Linked DNA regions of Macaca mulatta: region 2 is linked to region 1. Evidence: chromatin contacts called from public Hi-C data. All regions are on one chromosome and are shown on one strand. The core of a region is the stretch at or near the end of the contact, and the rest is flanking DNA. Distances in the headings are between cores, read along the strand shown.

Region 1 (5,249 bases), core at 1,088-3,587:
CACTCAGCCTCCCAAAGTGCTGAGATTAAAAGGCATGAGCCACTGTGCCTGTTGAAAAGGCCTTATTTTCTAACTCAATTCAAACATTTACTGAGGACATACTATGCTAAGTGTATTTGGTGATACAAAAGAGAAAACGACATCTTACAGCCTTCAGACTTTATCATTATCCTGCCTCTTCTCAGCTACTCCAGCATTTTTCCAGACACCTAAAAGTCTCAGATCATTTGTTCAACAACATATTTCTGGGCTGTTTCAGGGCTTTAGTGGCACTGACAACTTCTTTGTCAAATGTACATTTAAAATGCCCTTTTGTATCAGTCTTCTTTCCTTTTCAATAATATGGCATTAGGCCTTCATTACCCTTCTGCTAGACTGTAACAAAAGCCTCCTAACTGGTGTCTCTGACTCCAGTTTCTCACTCTAACTCACCCGCTTCTGTAAGAACTGCTCATTGAAAAAAACTTTGTTAAGCTTGGCACTGTGGTGGGTGCTGAGGATACAAGAGATAAGATGTGAACTCTCTAACCTCAAGAAATTTAAAATCTAGTGAGGACGAGAGATGTGTAACTAGACCAGGAGTCATAATCTGTGAGACAGGTGCTCTGACAGAGGAAAAGAAGGGAGGAGTGAAAGAAGGAAAGGGAGGGAAGAAGTGCTCTGACAGAGGAAAGGAGGAAAAGGGGGGTGGAAATTTATTTTTTCTTTTACAAATATAAAGAATGTGAGAAGTAAGGAAATTAACTGATTATAGCCAGTGTACCAAGTGTGCTTCACATTTATTATCTTAAACGTAGCCTCCCTTCTAAGTGATTCTTAAATCTCTGTTTGAGTGAAAAAAACTGAGCTTCAGAGAAGTTTGTTATCATACCAGCAATCATACAGCAAGGAAGTGCTGCATGAAGCTGGGACCTAGCTGGATTTGAGAATACGTGTGCATGCCAGGAAAATCTTGGAGGAAGTACCCTGGAACTATGTCTTAATAGAGTAAAGGGAAGGATATTCCAAGAAAGGCAACAGATTTTAAAACGTTCAGAGGCAAAACAACACACATAGCAAGTAGCAAGTAGCTTGCAGCGGTGGTGTAAGAAGAAATAGGGAGAAAATGAGATGAGACAAGCAGATAATTACCTTATTAAAGTACAGATCTGATCATACCACTGTCTTGTTCCCTCTCACCTACCAAACAAAGTTAAACTGTAACACTACAGTTTAACTGTAGTTAAATGTAGTACTACATTCAGGGCTTTCTAGGATCTTGCAGTGCCAGTCAACTCCCCTCTTCTAGCTTATGCTCTTGCTTAGTATTTTTCAAAGATCACCTGCATTTAGTCACTTCTGAACCTTTGCATTTTTCCTTCCCCCTGGAATGATCTCTCCCATTCTACTCATTCCGTCTCTACAGCAAATCCTACTCATCCTTTAAAATCCAGCTCAAATGCTTCCTAGTCCATGAAGCTTCCCAGTCAGAAAAACCTGCCTTTCCTCTGAATTCATTTAGCACTTTACACGTCTCTTGTGGCATTACCACAAGCTGTCCTGTTTATGAAGACTGGGTATTCAAAGGACCTTTCCTACTTAGTAACTATGTGCCCCTGGGCAAAAGCCTAACTTCTCTAAGCCTCAGTTTCACCTTCTGTAAAATGGATAACTTCCAACCTGTTTCACATTGTGAATACCCCCTAAAATATTAAAGCTGTTTAAGCTATGAAGCACTGCACAAATGATATTATTAATATGCAGCGTTTGTCCTGAGAGCTCAATTACACCTTCGAAGGCATGTGACCTTCACGCATATTTACGGGCCCCGAGTGCCTGGCACCATGTCTTGTACACAAGAGGCGTTCGCGTCGTCTTTGAACTATGAATGCAAGAAATAGGACTAAAGTTATGATCAGGGCAGCTAGGGTGGGGACTCTTGTTGCCCCCGGCAAGGCACGCATTTCTTGTCATCTGCTCGGAAGAAGCTACAAGGGGAGAGTCCAGTGAGAAAAAGGTTGGACGAAAGAGGCGATGTGACTGGGTCTGGTCTGGGGGACAAGCGCAGTCCGCGCGGAATGAGACCTACGACGAGAAGCGGTTAAGGAGGACCTACGTCCGCGCTCCTGTGGAGGTCGCCGGGCTGGGGCTGGAGGCAGAGTCCGCGCCTGGCCGGGCCAGCGGCTTTTCGGTCTAAATAACGGGGTTTTCAGCCTGGACTTAGCTGAGGGAGCAGAAGATCGGGGTGACGGCTGTGGTGTGGCCGCAGGACCGGGGTGGGGAGGCCGGGAAGAGAGGGTTTCTTCAGGAGGGATCGCTGTCTTACCTGCAGCAGCCTCAGTTATGTTTTTGACAACTATAGCAACCAACTACCTCTCGCGAGAACTTACTTTTGGCAATCGCAGCAAGTTTATTCCAAGACTCGCGATAACCCTCTGGGGACTAGAGCAGTGAGCGCGACCCTGAGCTTCTGCGCCTGCGCCTGTCATTTCGAGTCCCTGCTGTTTCCGCAGATGCTTTACCTTGGCAAGCGTTTGGGTTAAGTGCACAGGTTTCCATCTTTACATTTTGCTTTCTGGACTCTTTTATTTCAATATTTCTCCATAATAGTAGGGAAAAAAGCATATGGAAGTTTAAAGAAAAAGGCCTTTATTAAACTGATTTGAAAACATCATTTAAATATTTGTGCGTGAAATATGCAATATTTTAAAAATGAGCCTGTCACGCACTGTTGATGAGAGTGCAAAATGACCCTGCTTCTAGGTGCTCAATATTTGTACAATAAACAGACCTGAAGTTTATGATGTTAATACAAACTTTTAATATTCAAAATTTAACATTAAAGAGCTAAAATAGCAAAACACAATAGCAACAACCTGGAAACAACCCAAGTGCCCGTCGATGGAATAGTGAATGAGTGGACCAGTAAACTGTGGCATATTCACAAAGAGGCATATTACAGGCAGTCAAAGTTAATGAACTGCACAACGCAGATGAATTTTAGCAATATGTATACTTTAAATTGTTGCAGTATTAAGAGCCAGCTTGAAGGGACTCCCTTGGGCCAAATGAGGGACAATTTGAGCATGAAGTAAACAACACCATAACGGATTACAATCCATTGAATATGCAAGTCCGTGTTGATATAGAGAAACAGGAAAACTCCTTCGAAGTAGGATGCCAACACAGAAGTGTAGCAAGAAGGATGGAAATAGAGAACTACCATTTGACAACTACTGACGAGGATGACTCAGGCAGGAGTGTTCAATGGACGCTAAGGCTGGTGGGTAGATGTTCTGTGAGGCATAGAATACTGGGGTGATTTTGGAATGCTTCTCCCATGGAATACTACTCGATTTCAGAGGGGAAAACAGTGAATGGAAGCAACCAACATGATCAGGTGATCATGGTTAACATCATCAGTGTTGGGAGGAGTCTACATTGTGAGCCTCCTGATGAAACACACTAAAATCCACAAAGTATCCCTTTTGGTTTTCCTACCATCAAAGGAACTCAGGTTGTAGACCATCCAAGGACAGGAAAGACTGGGAACTGTCTCTGACTGAGGTTATATGACAACTAAATGCAATATGTATCTCTGTATAGCATTCTGGACCAGAAAGGAAAACAACATTGTTAGGACAGTTGGCAAAATGTGAATTAGCTCTGTGAATCACATACCACCGCGAACATGCCCGATCTCGTCTGAACTGGATGGTATGTTGTACCAATATTGAATCCCTGATGAGGAAGTTTGTTTGTTGTTAGGTAGGAGAGTGTCCCTGTTTAGGGGAAAATAAACACTGGTGTGTTCAGGAGTGATGAGAAACTATCTCTACAATTTGCTCTCTTGACTCTCAAAAGGTCCAGAAAAAGACTAACAAGGGATACATACACATGTACACACACATATGCACATGCATGCACACATGTACGCATACACACACAGTGAGCAATGAAACAAGTGCAATAAAGTGTTAACTATTTGGGAATCTGAGTGCAGGGGACATGGGACTTCCTTACACGATTTGGGCAACTTTTCTATACATTTGAGATCATTTCAAAACAAATTATTAAAATATATACATACGCATAGCCACTCTACCTGGGAAGTTCTTTGCTTAGGATATAGAGTTACCAGAGTCAAAATTTAAAATTTTTGTTTATGTGAATAAAGAAACATTATAAATACTAAAAGAAATACTTTTTGGAACTTGCAGTGTTACAGGTAATAAAGGTTCTCAAAATAAAACTACTGTGGCACTACTGAGTAAGGATTTCTCTCTGGATTTTTTCCCAAGTGAGGGTTTTGGGTAAATTTGCACTGAGGCAGCTATCTCACTTGCAAATGACACACTTTTTCTACATAATAAGCTGGGTTAGGCCGAGTCTTTAATAGGGAGCTGTTCTTCCAGAAATCGCTCATGATCTTGATCTACTTAGTACTTTGCTTCAAGGTCTTAGGCAAGCAAGGATAAATAACAGATGTCACTTCTTTAAACATAATTAATCTCCATTCAACTGTAGGGTACCTGAGAGCAAGGGCTGTATGTTACAATTTTCTTTTTTCTTTTTTTTTAAGACAGAGTCTCACTCTGTAGCCCAGCCTGGAGTGCAGTGGCACAATCTGGGTTCACTGCAACCTCCACCTCCTGGGGTCAAGTGATTCTTGTGCCTCAGCCACCGGAGTAGCTGGGATTACAGGCACCCATCACCACACCCGGCTAATTTTTGTATTTTTAGTAGAGACAGGGCCATGTTGGCCAGGCTGGTCTTGAACTCCTAACCTCAGGTGATCCACCCACCTCAGCCTCCCAAAGTGCTAAGATTACAGGCGTGAGCCACCATGCCTGGCCTTTTTTTGTTTTTTGTTTTTTGTTTTAATTGAGACAGTCTTGCTCTGGAGTTCGGTGGCATGATCTCGGCTCACTGCAACCTCCGCCTCCCGGGTTCATGTGACCCTCCCGCCTCAGCCTCCCGTGTGTGTGTGTGTGTGTGTGTGTGTGTGTGTGTGTGTGTTACTCTTCTTTTATTCTCCTACAGTGCTTAGCAGTGGCCACTCTATTTGAAAGGCATTCAATACTTTTTGACTGATTTAAAACATCCACTTGTGTATGGAAAAAGCCCTCTTTAGTGGTATGGAAAATATAATAGTACTGGAATCATAATAAAATCATCTACATATGCAAACCAATTTCAGGGAAAAAAAACTATAAAAATCTCTTTCTAATAAAATTCAAATGCCTTGGTCTGAGTTTCAAAGGCCTCCA
Region 2 (4,865 bases), core at 1,142-3,641, 120 kb before region 1:
TGAGGATGATGATACATTAGAATCCCCATCCCAATAAGACACCCATTTCCTTGTATTCAAATTATCTCTTTAAATTCAGCATCCCCCTAAGGTTTGTTGAACAGTCTCTCAAAACTATGCCATTTTTCTCCTCAAACTCTAGGGAAGTTTCTCAAGTTAACAGTCTACTGTGAATGCAGCTGTGCTCAGTTTCATCTCAGGAAATGAACAACTTAAGATTTGACTGTCAGCTTGAGTCTTAGCAGGTGTAGCCTATGAACCAAAATGCTCTTGATATACACTCCACTGCTCCCCTCAGCTCACCAGAAAGGTCAGCCTCTTATTTAGGCAAAACAGGCCCTTTGAATTTTCACCGGAATCAAAAACGTCAGCTTTCTCTCCGCATGCATCTCCTATGTAAAAGCTGCAGAAAAGTTCCTGAGGGCACTCATGAGAGCAGCAATGGTTCTAAAAGTTGTGTGCTCCTTAAGAGAATCTAATGCCTGATGATCTAAGGTTTCATCCTGAACTACCCGCCCCCCAACTCTCCTCACCCCCACTGTCACTGAAAAAACTGTCTTCCACAAAACAGGTCCCTGGTACCAAAATGGTTGGGGACGGCTGAAGTTTTTCTTTAAAAAAAAGAAAAGAAATTCTGTGTTCAACTCAAGAATCAAACTCTGGGCAAAGGCCCAAAAATCTGCACTTTTAACAAGACAGTCTCTCTCATTCTCTTTTTACCCCCTCAACCGAGTAAGGATCACTGCCCATCCTGTGTACCTGGGTTCCACTAACTTTATCTCCTGAGAAATGCCTCAGCAATGCTATAAGAATTGGCCCAGAAGAAAAAAGATTTCAGTGCTACTTTACTATGGTAATTTTAAACAATCTATGCAATAAAAATCATCTTAAGCACAACATACTAGAAAAAGGTTTCTCTTGATGAACTGGTATGCCCATTTTATTAGATCAGAACTGTAGATCAAGTTAACCCTAGTCCTTACTTCTGGAGTTTTATATTTACTTCCACTGCTGTAAATACCCTCAAATCCTTTTTGGAAGCAGTCAAAATATAAATCAACAGTATTCAAAATCTTACCCTTCTTTTCCTTGCATTCATCTTTTGTTTCGATTCTTTGACAAAGGCATTATAGGATGGGATCTCTCCAGCGTCAATAGCCTGCTGAATGATACTCCTTATCCTAGGTTCCTCTGTGTACTGCACGCAAAGCACAGACTCCATGATCTGATCCATGTCACCCTTGAAGTCCAGATAGGCCTGTTTAATATCGGCCAGCTCTTCTTCCGAACCTTTGTATGTCTTTTCAAAAGCTTGAATGTCCTCTAAAGATATCTGATAACAAAGGAGATTTGCTTTAACTTTGAAGATTTTACTTTAAATAAAAGATACATTAGTAAAACTAGAGTTAGGTGTTGAATTGCTGCAATGCAACAGTTGCTTGAGTTGAAATTATTGAACCAAATTTTCTATGCTTTAAGCTTTTCCGGAGTCCTCCTTTTTAAATCCAATCTTCGTATCTGCTAACTAGGGACCAGAGAAGTTTCCAACGGTGAAAGGAGATCCAGAATCAGGACTTACATTTGGATATGTAAAATAAAGAACATCCTGCAAAAAAAAAATAAATCTGCCCTTTTCAGTGCAACAATCACATTAACAGGAAATTTAAAGCCTGTTTAAGTGTGCGTGTATTTATATTTCAAGGCCAAACTCAAAAATTCTAATTCCTACAAAATTAACACAAAATACAAGATCTTAGAGGCAGTCAATAAAGGTTTGTTGATGGATGGTAACAGCCATAAAGAAATCTCCAGAGTCCTTTACCTTTTTAAAGAGTAGCCGCCAATACGCCTCCCAGTCTCGGTCTTGGGTGAGCACAAGAGAGTCCTCGTCCACTGTTCCCTGCTCATCGTACACTGCTCTCTGTTCTCTGTCACTGAGAACGGAATAGACTTTTCCCAGGATCTGAGGGCAGAGAGTATCCGTAAATCGCCCCTGCTCCTCCCACCGAAACCGCGGCGCGAGAAATAAAGATCAGAAGGCGGCGCCAAGCGGAGCTCAGCGCGCTCCCCCGGGACGGGGCCCGGCGGCCAAAAGGCTGGGGACATCCTGGCGGCCCGTCGGCCTCGGGGCGTGACCCCGCATACCTGGAAGCGACGGGTGGCGTCCTCTTTGTCGCCCTCGCCCACCCGGTCCGGGTGTACCTGCAGGGACACCTTGTGGTAGCCTCGTCGGACCTCGCCGTCGGAAGCCTCGCGTCGCACACCCAGCACCCGGTAAAGGTCGGCGGTGCCGAACACTTCCTCGCAAAGCTCCAGCAGCCCCATGCCGGGCAGGGATACGACCTCAGAGGAAGCAGCTGCTGCCAACCGTGCCGGGTACAACCCAGGACTGCTTCTTTTTCCCGCCCAAAATGCCCAGGGCGCCTGCGTCACAAGCACTGAAGGGGCGTGACCACCCCCCCCCGCCCGCGCGCATCCGCGCTTTACGGCGGCCGCAAAACGAGCCGTGACGAGGCAGGCGCGGGCCCGAGTAAATAACACTGGCGCGTGGAGTCGGAGTCCTAGGCCGGCCGCGCGCAGGAGCCAGGTCTTCAAGGAAGTGATGTTGCTCGGTTCTCTCCTCCCCTTGCTCTGGAAATCTGGCGTCCGTCTTACCTTTTAGTGTCCCAGAACAGCTTTTTCAAAAAGTTCATATATTAGCTTGAATTTACAAACTGCTGGCCTATTTTTTAAGTAGAAAATGGCCAAACATCAGCATTCAGCAATTTCACATGGTTCAACAGATTTTTTTTCAAAAATGTTCCCGAAAGGAACAGGTAAAGCTGTAGGCCCAAATAATTTTGCACCCCACTGGTTGGAAATGCTGGGGTACTTTCCCTCTAGCCCTGCAGGAAAAACTCTATACTGAAACCCAAAAAGCACAAAACACAAAAACTCTTACCCAACAGGACTTTCACCTTACACATTGGTGGAGGTAACATGACCCAAGCCCCCGTCTTAATAACAAACTGCTGAAGCAAAGGCGCTTTCTTTTAATCTGTGAAGTTCACAGCTGGGTTTGAACATGTTGGATCCCAGGTGGCAGCAGGGTAGGCTGGAGCAATCATCCAAGAGATGGTGAGAAACTTGGGCCTGGAGACCCAAAGCAAGGCTGAAGCTGGGGATAAAACTTTGGAAGTAGGAGAAGCTCACAAAGGAAGTATGCGTATACATGTATTAGACAAAGGATAAACAATGCTAAGTGAATACCCGAGTTGGCAGAAAAATACCTTATCAAATCTTATCCCGACTGATTTAGCATTTTTCAGAATCATTCTGCTCTGCCAATAAGTTTCTGCAAAGCCTCAAACTCTCCAGGATACATTAATATCTTTTAAACCTCCCAGGGTTGCCCTGATTTTCAAAGCATTTCTCTTTCCCACATCCAAGATCAAACTCAGCTGAAGTCAGTTCCTCTCAACCTGCCCTGGCATCAAAGTCTCAAAGCAAGCAGGGGCCAACCAGCAACAACCCCGGGGGGGGGTTGCCAACCACAGAATTTAAGATGGCTGGTAATCGTTCTCAGAACATAAAACACAAAATAAGTGGGCACATTGACAGAACCTCCTCTATAAATTTCCTATATCTTAGTCACATAACAGAGTTAAGACATCTGTCTTTGCTCATTTTTTTCCCCTCTATGGACAACATAATATGTTGGGAAGGGCTTTCCAGGAGGGCACAACTGGGGTATGAATCTTACATCACTGGGCAAGTTTCCACCTCTAGGCCTCAGCTTCCCTATCTGTAAAACAGAGATAATCCTACCTACCTTCATGCCTTACAATCGTCACGAATAATCTTGTACACAAAAGGCCTAGGACATATGTAGGTGCTTTACGATATTATCTTTCTTCCAGTTTCTCATATTTTTTAAGGTACTCAAATACATCAATTTTAACATTTTTCTATATACACATTTGCTACTGAAAATTGAAATAGCACATTGAAATACTCTTTTATTGCAACTAAAATTTTCAAAAAACCAGAAAATCAAATTAATTATTATGCTGTAGCCAAATTATGTAATGTTTTCTTTTCTTCTTGAGACAGGGTCTTACTCTGTCACCCAGGCTGGACTGTAGCGGAACAATCACAGTTAAGTATCGGCCTCCTGGGCTCAAGTGATCTTACTGCCTCAGCTTCCCGAGTAGCTGGAACTATGTGTGAGCACCACCACACCCAGCTAATTTTTAAATTTTTTGTAGAGATGGGGTCTTGCTGTGTTGCCCAGGCTGGTCTCAAACTGGTCTCAAGTGATCCTTCCACCTCAGCCTCCCAAAGTGCTGAGATCACAGGTGTGAGCCATTGCCCCAATGGTATCTTTATATTATTTCCTCACAAGTTACTTCAAATTCTTGATGTTGAATTTCATCTCACTGACTTCAGGCTTTTAAAACACATGGGAATGCTTGAGACCTATGGATAGTTGTGAGTCAAATAAAAAAGTAGAGCTAAAGTATACTGAAGTTATTCAAATACATTCAAACTGTAAGATCCCTTATAAATTACTGGCATCAAAGTAGGAAGGAAAAGATACAGGAAGTAAAATGCATCACTCATCACAGGTTGTCAAAATTATTGGTATACAGTTTATCCTAACACAGAGCAGGTTTCTTAACCGTCTCCATAAAATTACCAGCAAGAAAGAAAAGTACAAGAATAAGGTTCACAGCTGAATTGGCTTGGTGTCCTAATTCCCTATTCCAGTATTCTCAGAAGGATCCCATCTATGATATATGCAGAAATCACAGCCACATTTGAATGGTTCAATCTTGATTCATTCTGAACTCCCTTAAGCCCAGCAGTTTCTCATTCTTAAAAGG

What was found. A called contact is a pair of places that touch in the nucleus more often than the background predicts.
Region 2: a contact with region 1 is called in a Hi-C map of fetal cortical plate, with 2.4 times the contacts expected there. The contact joins the promoter of DNAJC9 here to the promoter of CFAP70 in region 1. A contact is called at or near these places in 4 of 14 Hi-C or Micro-C datasets (CD4 T cells, cortical neurons, fetal cortex germinal zone and 1 more).

Annotation. Positions count from the first base shown.
Region 1 is chr9:76,184,227-76,189,475 of T2T-MMU8v2.0, reverse strand. It overlaps CFAP70 (cilia and flagella associated protein 70), which reads right to left and starts at 2,337. Exons shown (of 27, transcript XM_077946625.1): 1 at 2,306-2,337.
Region 2 is chr9:76,306,101-76,310,965 of T2T-MMU8v2.0, reverse strand. It overlaps DNAJC9 (DnaJ heat shock protein family (Hsp40) member C9), which reads right to left and starts at 2,391. Exons shown (of 5, transcript XM_015147398.3): 1 at 2,146-2,391; 2 at 1,823-1,963; 3 at 1,079-1,333. The coding sequence starts at 2,325. It also overlaps a transcript of MRPS16 not described here.